Linked DNA regions of Pan troglodytes: region 2 is linked to region 1. A link is a contact called in public HiChIP or PLAC-seq data. All regions are on one chromosome and are shown on one strand. Each heading gives the region's core, a stretch centred on a gene start, on an enhancer-like site or on the middle of the called end of the contact. The rest is flanking DNA. Distances are from core to core; before and after follow the strand shown.

What was found. HiChIP or PLAC-seq counts read pairs in DNA pulled down with a chosen protein or histone mark.
Region 2: an H3K4me3 HiChIP or PLAC-seq map of stem cell-derived excitatory neurons shows a contact between it and region 1, with 3 times the contacts expected there. The contact joins the promoter of SURF4 here to the promoter of SLC2A6 in region 1. A contact is called at or near these places in 1 of 7 Hi-C or Micro-C datasets (induced pluripotent stem cells) and 1 of 1 datasets of contacts at active chromatin or transcription factors (stem cell-derived excitatory neurons).

Annotation. Positions count from the first base shown.
Region 1 is chr11:4,923,110-4,926,159 of NHGRI_mPanTro3-v2.0_pri, forward strand. SLC2A6 (solute carrier family 2 member 6) reads left to right here and starts at 1,644. Exons shown (of 9, transcript XM_063787463.1): 1 at 1,644-1,830; 2 at 2,379-2,541. The coding sequence starts at 1,739.
Region 2 is chr11:5,026,085-5,029,378 of NHGRI_mPanTro3-v2.0_pri, forward strand. It overlaps SURF4 (surfeit 4), which reads left to right and starts at 1,305. Exons shown (of 6, transcript XM_003312374.6): 1 at 1,305-1,605. The coding sequence starts at 1,558. It overlaps STKLD1 (serine/threonine kinase like domain containing 1), which reads right to left and starts at 1,190. Exons shown (of 18, transcript XM_054658477.2): 1 at 970-1,190. The coding sequence starts at 1,056.

The sequences.
Region 1 (3,050 bases), core at 394-2,893:
GTAGCTGGGACCACAGGCACTTGCCATCACACCTGGACAATTTTTTTAGCTTTTTGTAGAGACAGGGTCACTTTGTTGCCCAGGCTGGTGTCAGACTCCTGGCATCAAGCAATTCTCCTACCTTGGCCTCCTAAATGCTGGGATTACAGGCACACACCACTGCACCTGGCCTAAAGTTGATTTTAAAAGAAAAAAAATACATTTTAAAAAAAGAGAAGGCCGGGTGCGGTGGCTCACGCCTGTAATCCCAGCGCTTTGTGAGGCCGAAGCGGAAGGATCACAAGGTCAGGAGTTCAAGACCAAGCTGGCCAACATGGTGAAACCCCGTCTCCACTAAAAATACAAAAATTAGCCAGGCGTGGTGGCACATGCCTGTAATCCCAGCTACTTGGGAGGCTGAGGCAGGAGAATCGCTTGAACTCGGGAGGTGGAAGTTGCAGTAAGCTGAGATCGTGCCACTGCACTCCAGCCTGGCCAACAGAGCGAGACTCCGTCTCAAAAAAAAAAAAAATACACATATAGATATGTAAAAATACATACACATATATATGTATATACGTATATATATGGCCACGAGGACTGTGCAGCCTGATCACCATACCAGGGTGTGCCTGAGTCCAAAGCCTATGATCTTGATGGCAAAAAAACGGTGACGTAAAGGGGCTGCACAGTTTAATGGGGGCCCCAATAGCAAATATGCAAAATAGGCACTTGAGGAAAAGACTGGAAGAGGCTAAAACGCCTTCAAGGTCAGGCTGACGGGAGATGGATGTGATTTTATTGTTCTATTATGGTTGTATTTCAATCATAATAAAAGGGAATTCTAACTTTTAAAAATGCTTTACCATGTTAATAGCTAAAATGGGAAATGACCCAAATACTCAGCAACAAAGGCTCCGTTTAAAAGCGTGTGTGGCACGTCCATCCAACAGAGCAGGGCGTGATTCCGTCCTCTTCCCGAAAAGGCCCAAAGGGAGAGGTGGAACTGCTGTGGGGTTTTTTGAGGACGGTCTTCCCGGGAATTTTCCATTTCTGCTTTTCTTATTTTTCAATGTTATCTTACTACCTGGGTTACGTGTCACGAGCTCAGGTTATTTTTACCACCAGAGCCTGGGGTGGAGGATACAGACCTCGCCCACTGGAGCTGCCCACAGCGCCTCGCCGGCCCCTCCTGCCTCCTTCGTCCCGCACATCCGCTGCTGCCCTGACACACCCCGATTCCCTGGTGCCAGGGAGAGCCAGGGCAGAGGTGGCCCTGAGACGCCACGCGACGGGGAGGGCTAGAGCGTAAGGAGGAGCGAGGTGCGCATTCGCTGTGACCCTGGCGCGCGGCTTCGCCTCTCTGGGCCTCGGTTTCCACCCCGCGGGAGCGAGTACGACAGGGGCTGCGCGCATTGCCGCAGTCACGCCTGCAAGAGCCGGGCCGGGTGAGCCGCTTCCGGCGCTCCGCGGGGGCCCCGGACGATCCAGCAGGGGCTCCGCCCTGGGACCCCCATCCTGTCTCGGGGGCGCGACCTTCGGGGGCGCACGCGGTGCCGGCCGCGCCCGGGGAAGCCGGGTCCGCATCCGAGCAACAGGACAGCGTGCGGCCGCCCCATTGGCCGGCGTGTCTCTGCAGGGCCGTCCCACAGCCAATAGCGGCCAAGGGGCGGAGCCTGGCCGGTGCCCTCGGAGCTGCTGGCCCCGGGCGGCTGCTCCAGTCTGAGCGCCCTCCGCTCGCCCCGAGAGAGACCCGGCCATGCAGGAGCCGCTGCTGGGAGCCGAGGGCCCGGACTACGACACCTTCCCCGAGAAGCCGCCCCCGTCGCCAGGGGACAGGGCGCGGGTCGGGTGAGAGTCGCTAGGTTGGGGGCTGCGGGTGGGGCCTGGGGGTGGCCCTGGTTCCCTCCAGCCGGCGGCAGGCTCCCGCCCTGGGCCTCCCCTGACCTAGTCGCCACCGAGGGGCCATCTGGCTCCCTCCTGTCCCAGACACGCTACTCCTATTTAAGGAACTGGTCCCCCTAAGGGAAGGAACGATCCACGAGAGTACCGGGCCCAGCCCCCCACTGCCACAGACAGTGAGACTGAGGCCCCAGCGAGCAGGGGGTCTGCCTGAGGTCACACAGCAAGCCTCCAGCCGCCGCCCTGGGGGCAGAACCAGAGCCTCCTCTCGGAGAAAAGGCCCCAGCACCAGAGGCTCAGCCACTGCGATGAGCTAACAATAGCCTGGGAATTTCCCAGGGGAGCTGGGGCTCAGGCCCTGGGAACGTGAATGGCCTTGGACCCAGGCCTCCCCAGCACTGCCCGCTGAGCTGGGCAGCCACTGGGTTCAGAAAAGGCAATGGTCCCTGGAGGAGGGACTCAGAGACCCTGGTCTTTTTGTCCGCCACCATCACCAGGACCCTGCAGAACAAAAGGGTGTTCCTGGCCACCTTCGCCGCAGTGCTCGGCAATTTCAGCTTTGGGTATGCCCTGGTCTACACATCCCCTGTCATCCCAGCCCTGGAGCGCTCCTTGGATCCTGACCTGCATCTGACCAAATCCCAGGCATCCTGGTTTGGGGTAAGGACCATCCTCTGGAGGAGGGTGGGTGCAGGAAGCAGGGACCTGCTGAGCCTTATCTCCAGCTAGGAACCTCCCAAATTCTCCACCTTGGGGGTCCCTCCAGGGCCCTGGTCCCCCCTCCCCCGGCCATCCAGGCCACTAGTGGGTGGAGTAAAGCTACAGGATTCCTCTGAAATGAGGAACTGAAAGCCAGTGGAGAGGGTGAGGGAAGGAGCAGGTGGGGAGGTGGCTGTCAGGGTCTATACTAGGTGGGGCTGAGGCTTCCCCGGGTCCCCACACCCACAGTTGGCTGGATGGGGGCAAGGGTATCAGGTGTCAGTGGGGAGAGGCACTGGCTGGGGCAAGGAGGGTCCGCAGGACAGATTGTGGGCTGATGGAGAGGAAGATCCCAAAGTCCCAGAGTCTAAAATTATAATCTTAATAGCCTCATATGTAGAGTTGTTAACATAGTAGTTAAGATAAAAATTCCCAAGGTTTACGGAGCACTTCCTATGTGACAGGCATGT
Region 2 (3,294 bases), core at 55-2,554, 100 kb after region 1:
CACCACACCCGGCTAATTTTGTATTTTTAGTAGAGACAGTTTCTCCACGTTGGTCAGGCTGGTCTTGAACTCCCGACCTCAGGTGATCCGCCCGCCTTGGCCTCCCAAAGTGTTGGGGATTACAGGCGTGAGCCACCGAGCCCAGCCAGGGACTGCTGTTCTAAGCCACAGCGGGCTGAGGGCAGAGCTGGTGTGAGAGCGTTCAAGCTTAGGCAGCAAATTAAACAGTAAAATGGAGCCGTATCTCGAATCAAGTCTATTTTTTTTCCCAAAAGCAGGTATATACCTGAAACGTCTATTTTTTTTTAATCTGAAAAACAACTTTACTTTAAAAATTATCTGGCCACCAGAAGCTCATCTGCTTCACCTCTGGCAACGCCCTATAGTCCTCTCACACAAAGACAATTCTTCCAAAGTGACAAAAATCTAACCCGCAAACTGTTTCCAAGCGAATGCATTTTTCACAAATGCTGAATCTAACATTTAATAAAGTGTGTATATCATGTATAGAAGCATTTAATTAAACATTTACTTTTATTTTGCAGCTTTCCTTTTGTGTTTTGTGAATTTTTTAGGTCTCAAACATTTTCACAGACCCACGCTGCAGGGGTGTTTTTAGGGGACTGGGGGCTCCCAATTATGTACTCGGGCTGTTCCCGGGGGTCCTGCCTCGGTGGACCCAAGCGCACAGACCCCAGGCACGAAGGATAGAGGAGCTGCCCCACGCCCTCAAATACTCAGCCAGGGCTGGAGAATCCTTAGTCAATTCACAAAGGGGGAAACTGAGTGGCAAAGGGCACCCAGGAGGTCACCGTTGGAGGCCCCCCGGGTTCAACTTAGGAGCTGCAGGCCGACACTGGCCAGGGCGCGGGCCCCTCGCCGCCCTCGGTCGGAACCGCCGGCCGCAGCTCCAGGGTTGCGACCGTTACCCCACGGAGCCCCCGCCTCCCGGCAGGGAACACTTGGCACCTGGTACTTCTCCATGGGCTCTCCGGGGGACCCTGGGCCTCGCTCCCCCTGCGTGGGGCGCCTGCGATTGGACCCTGGCCCAAGCATGATCAGTAGCGACCGCGTACGGGCGAGCGTCCACCCCTGGCCCCACCCCGCGTGGGTCAGTGGGACCCGCGGGACCCTCCCCGCCCGAACGGCGCCCTCGAGGCACTCAGGCGTCCCTCCCGCGCGCTGGCCCCAGACCCCCCAGGTCCCCGCCCCCTTAAAAGGGACGCGTTCCGCCGGGCCGGGAGGGACCGCAGGGCCTGCGCGCGGCGGGCGGGGCCTCCAGCGTGAGAGGCGTGGCGTCGAGCGCGGCGGGCGTGGCTTCGAGCGGATGGGTCGGGAGGCTGGGGATGGCGCGTGGCCCCTTTAAGACGCGCCAGGGCGGGCCCGGGCGGCGCGCGGCCCCTTTAAGGCTTGGCCTACGTGGCAGCCGCTGGAGCCGCAGCCGACGCGGAGCGAGGCCGGCCGCCGGGCACTTCCTGTGGAGGCCGCAGCGGGTGCGGGCGCCGACGGGCGAGAGCCAGCGAGCGAGCGAGCCGAGCCGAGCCTCCCGCCGTCGCCATGGGCCAGAACGACCTGATGGGCACGGCCGAGGACTTCGCCGACCAGGTGCGGCCTGCGGGCTCCTCCCCCGGCCCCGGTCCCGACCCAGGCCGCCCGGGCTGCTCCGGAGTCGGCCTCCCAGCGCAGGGCGCCAGGCCCGGGCCGCCCCCTGACTCCTTGTTCCCACAGAGGGACCCCCCGCCTGGGCCCTATGTCCCGGCTGGACAGCCCCAAACCCGGCCTCCGGGCTCAGTCTCCTCTGCCCGCTGGGCCGCTCCCGGAGCCCGGGCCTCGGCGCCCTGCCTGGCTAGCCGCCCCCACCCTCCAGCCAGCCCGGGGCGCGGGCTGTGGGGGTTTCTTCCCGGGCCGGCGGCGCGAGTCCTGGCGTTGGGTCGGGTCTGAGGCTCGCGGGGAGCGCCTCGGCGTTTGGAGCTGCTGGGGGGGTCCCCGCACGTTTTTCCTCTCACTGGGGCTCCCGGAGGCGGGCTGGGAGCTCGGGGACGAACGGGGGCCGGGGGTCCTCCCAGAGGAAAGGGGGCGCGCTGGCGTGCGCCCCAGCTACAGGAAGCCACAGCACTTTCTCCTTTTCTCTTTCCCAGATGTGCTGGACTCTTGGGGTCCCTTTGACCCTGTCTGCTTGTCTCCCTCCCCGTTTGGACTCTGCCCTGGGCTGGATTGAGTGGGGACCTGTACACAGCCTGGGAGGAGGGGAAGCCTATCTCCCTGATAGTCTCCTTCCAGAAGTGTCCAGGTGGCATTCTGAGCAACAGGGAAGCCTTTGAAACAGGCGGTTGGGTAACTGTTGAGAGCATTCGGAAACTGGGTGGACAGGATCCGATCCTACAAAGTGAAGGGACACAACTCCCTTCCCTCTTTCTTGATTAAGCTTGACAAAACAAAAAAACAAAAACAAAAGGTGGTGGTGGTTACGCAGATTTATGCCTTTTACTTCTAAAAGAATCCCGTTATGTCGACAAATTAACAGCCTTATCCCCGCAGGGAGAGCCTTGTGTGGCCCACTTGCCGTTTTTTCCTCAGTTTACTTAATGTGTTCGTGTGGCTTTGCTAGAGTTTTAAGTAGTGATGGTTAAATTTTTAAATTTTTCTGGAGGTGGTAGTGAGTCATCAAACTCTGAGGCCTAGACTTATTGGAAGGCTTGTATATGTGTGGTTTAAAAAAAAAAGAAAAGCGTAAGTGACCGTTTTCTGATCAGCTATTGAGCTCTTCCGTTCCTCCTGGGGGGTGATCTCTTTCTAGTGTGACCTCACCGTCGGTTCTCATTGCAACACTTTCTGTGAGCCAATATTTTAAATTTGGGGGGAAAAGTAATCAACTTGACGAAGCATTTTTTTCCCTAAGATTCTGATTTTGTGCTTAAAGACACAATTTTGTTTATTTTTATTTATTTATTTTTTCTTTGAGATGGTGTTTTGACCTTGTTGCCCAGGCTGGAGTGCAATGGTGTGATCTCAGCACACCACAACCTCCAACTCCTGGGTTCAAGCGATTCTCCTGCCTCAGCCTCCCGAGTAGCTGGGATTACAGGCATGCACCGTCACACCCAGCTAATTTTGTTTTTTTTTTTTTTTTTTAGTAGAAACAGGGTTTCTCCATGTTGGTCAGGCTGGTCTCGAACTCCCGACCTCAGGTGGTCTGCCCACCTCGGCCTCCCAAAGTGCTGGGATTACAGGCGTGAGCCACGGCACCCAGCCTTTAAAGACACAATTTTAAAAACAATTCATATCAAAAGCTCT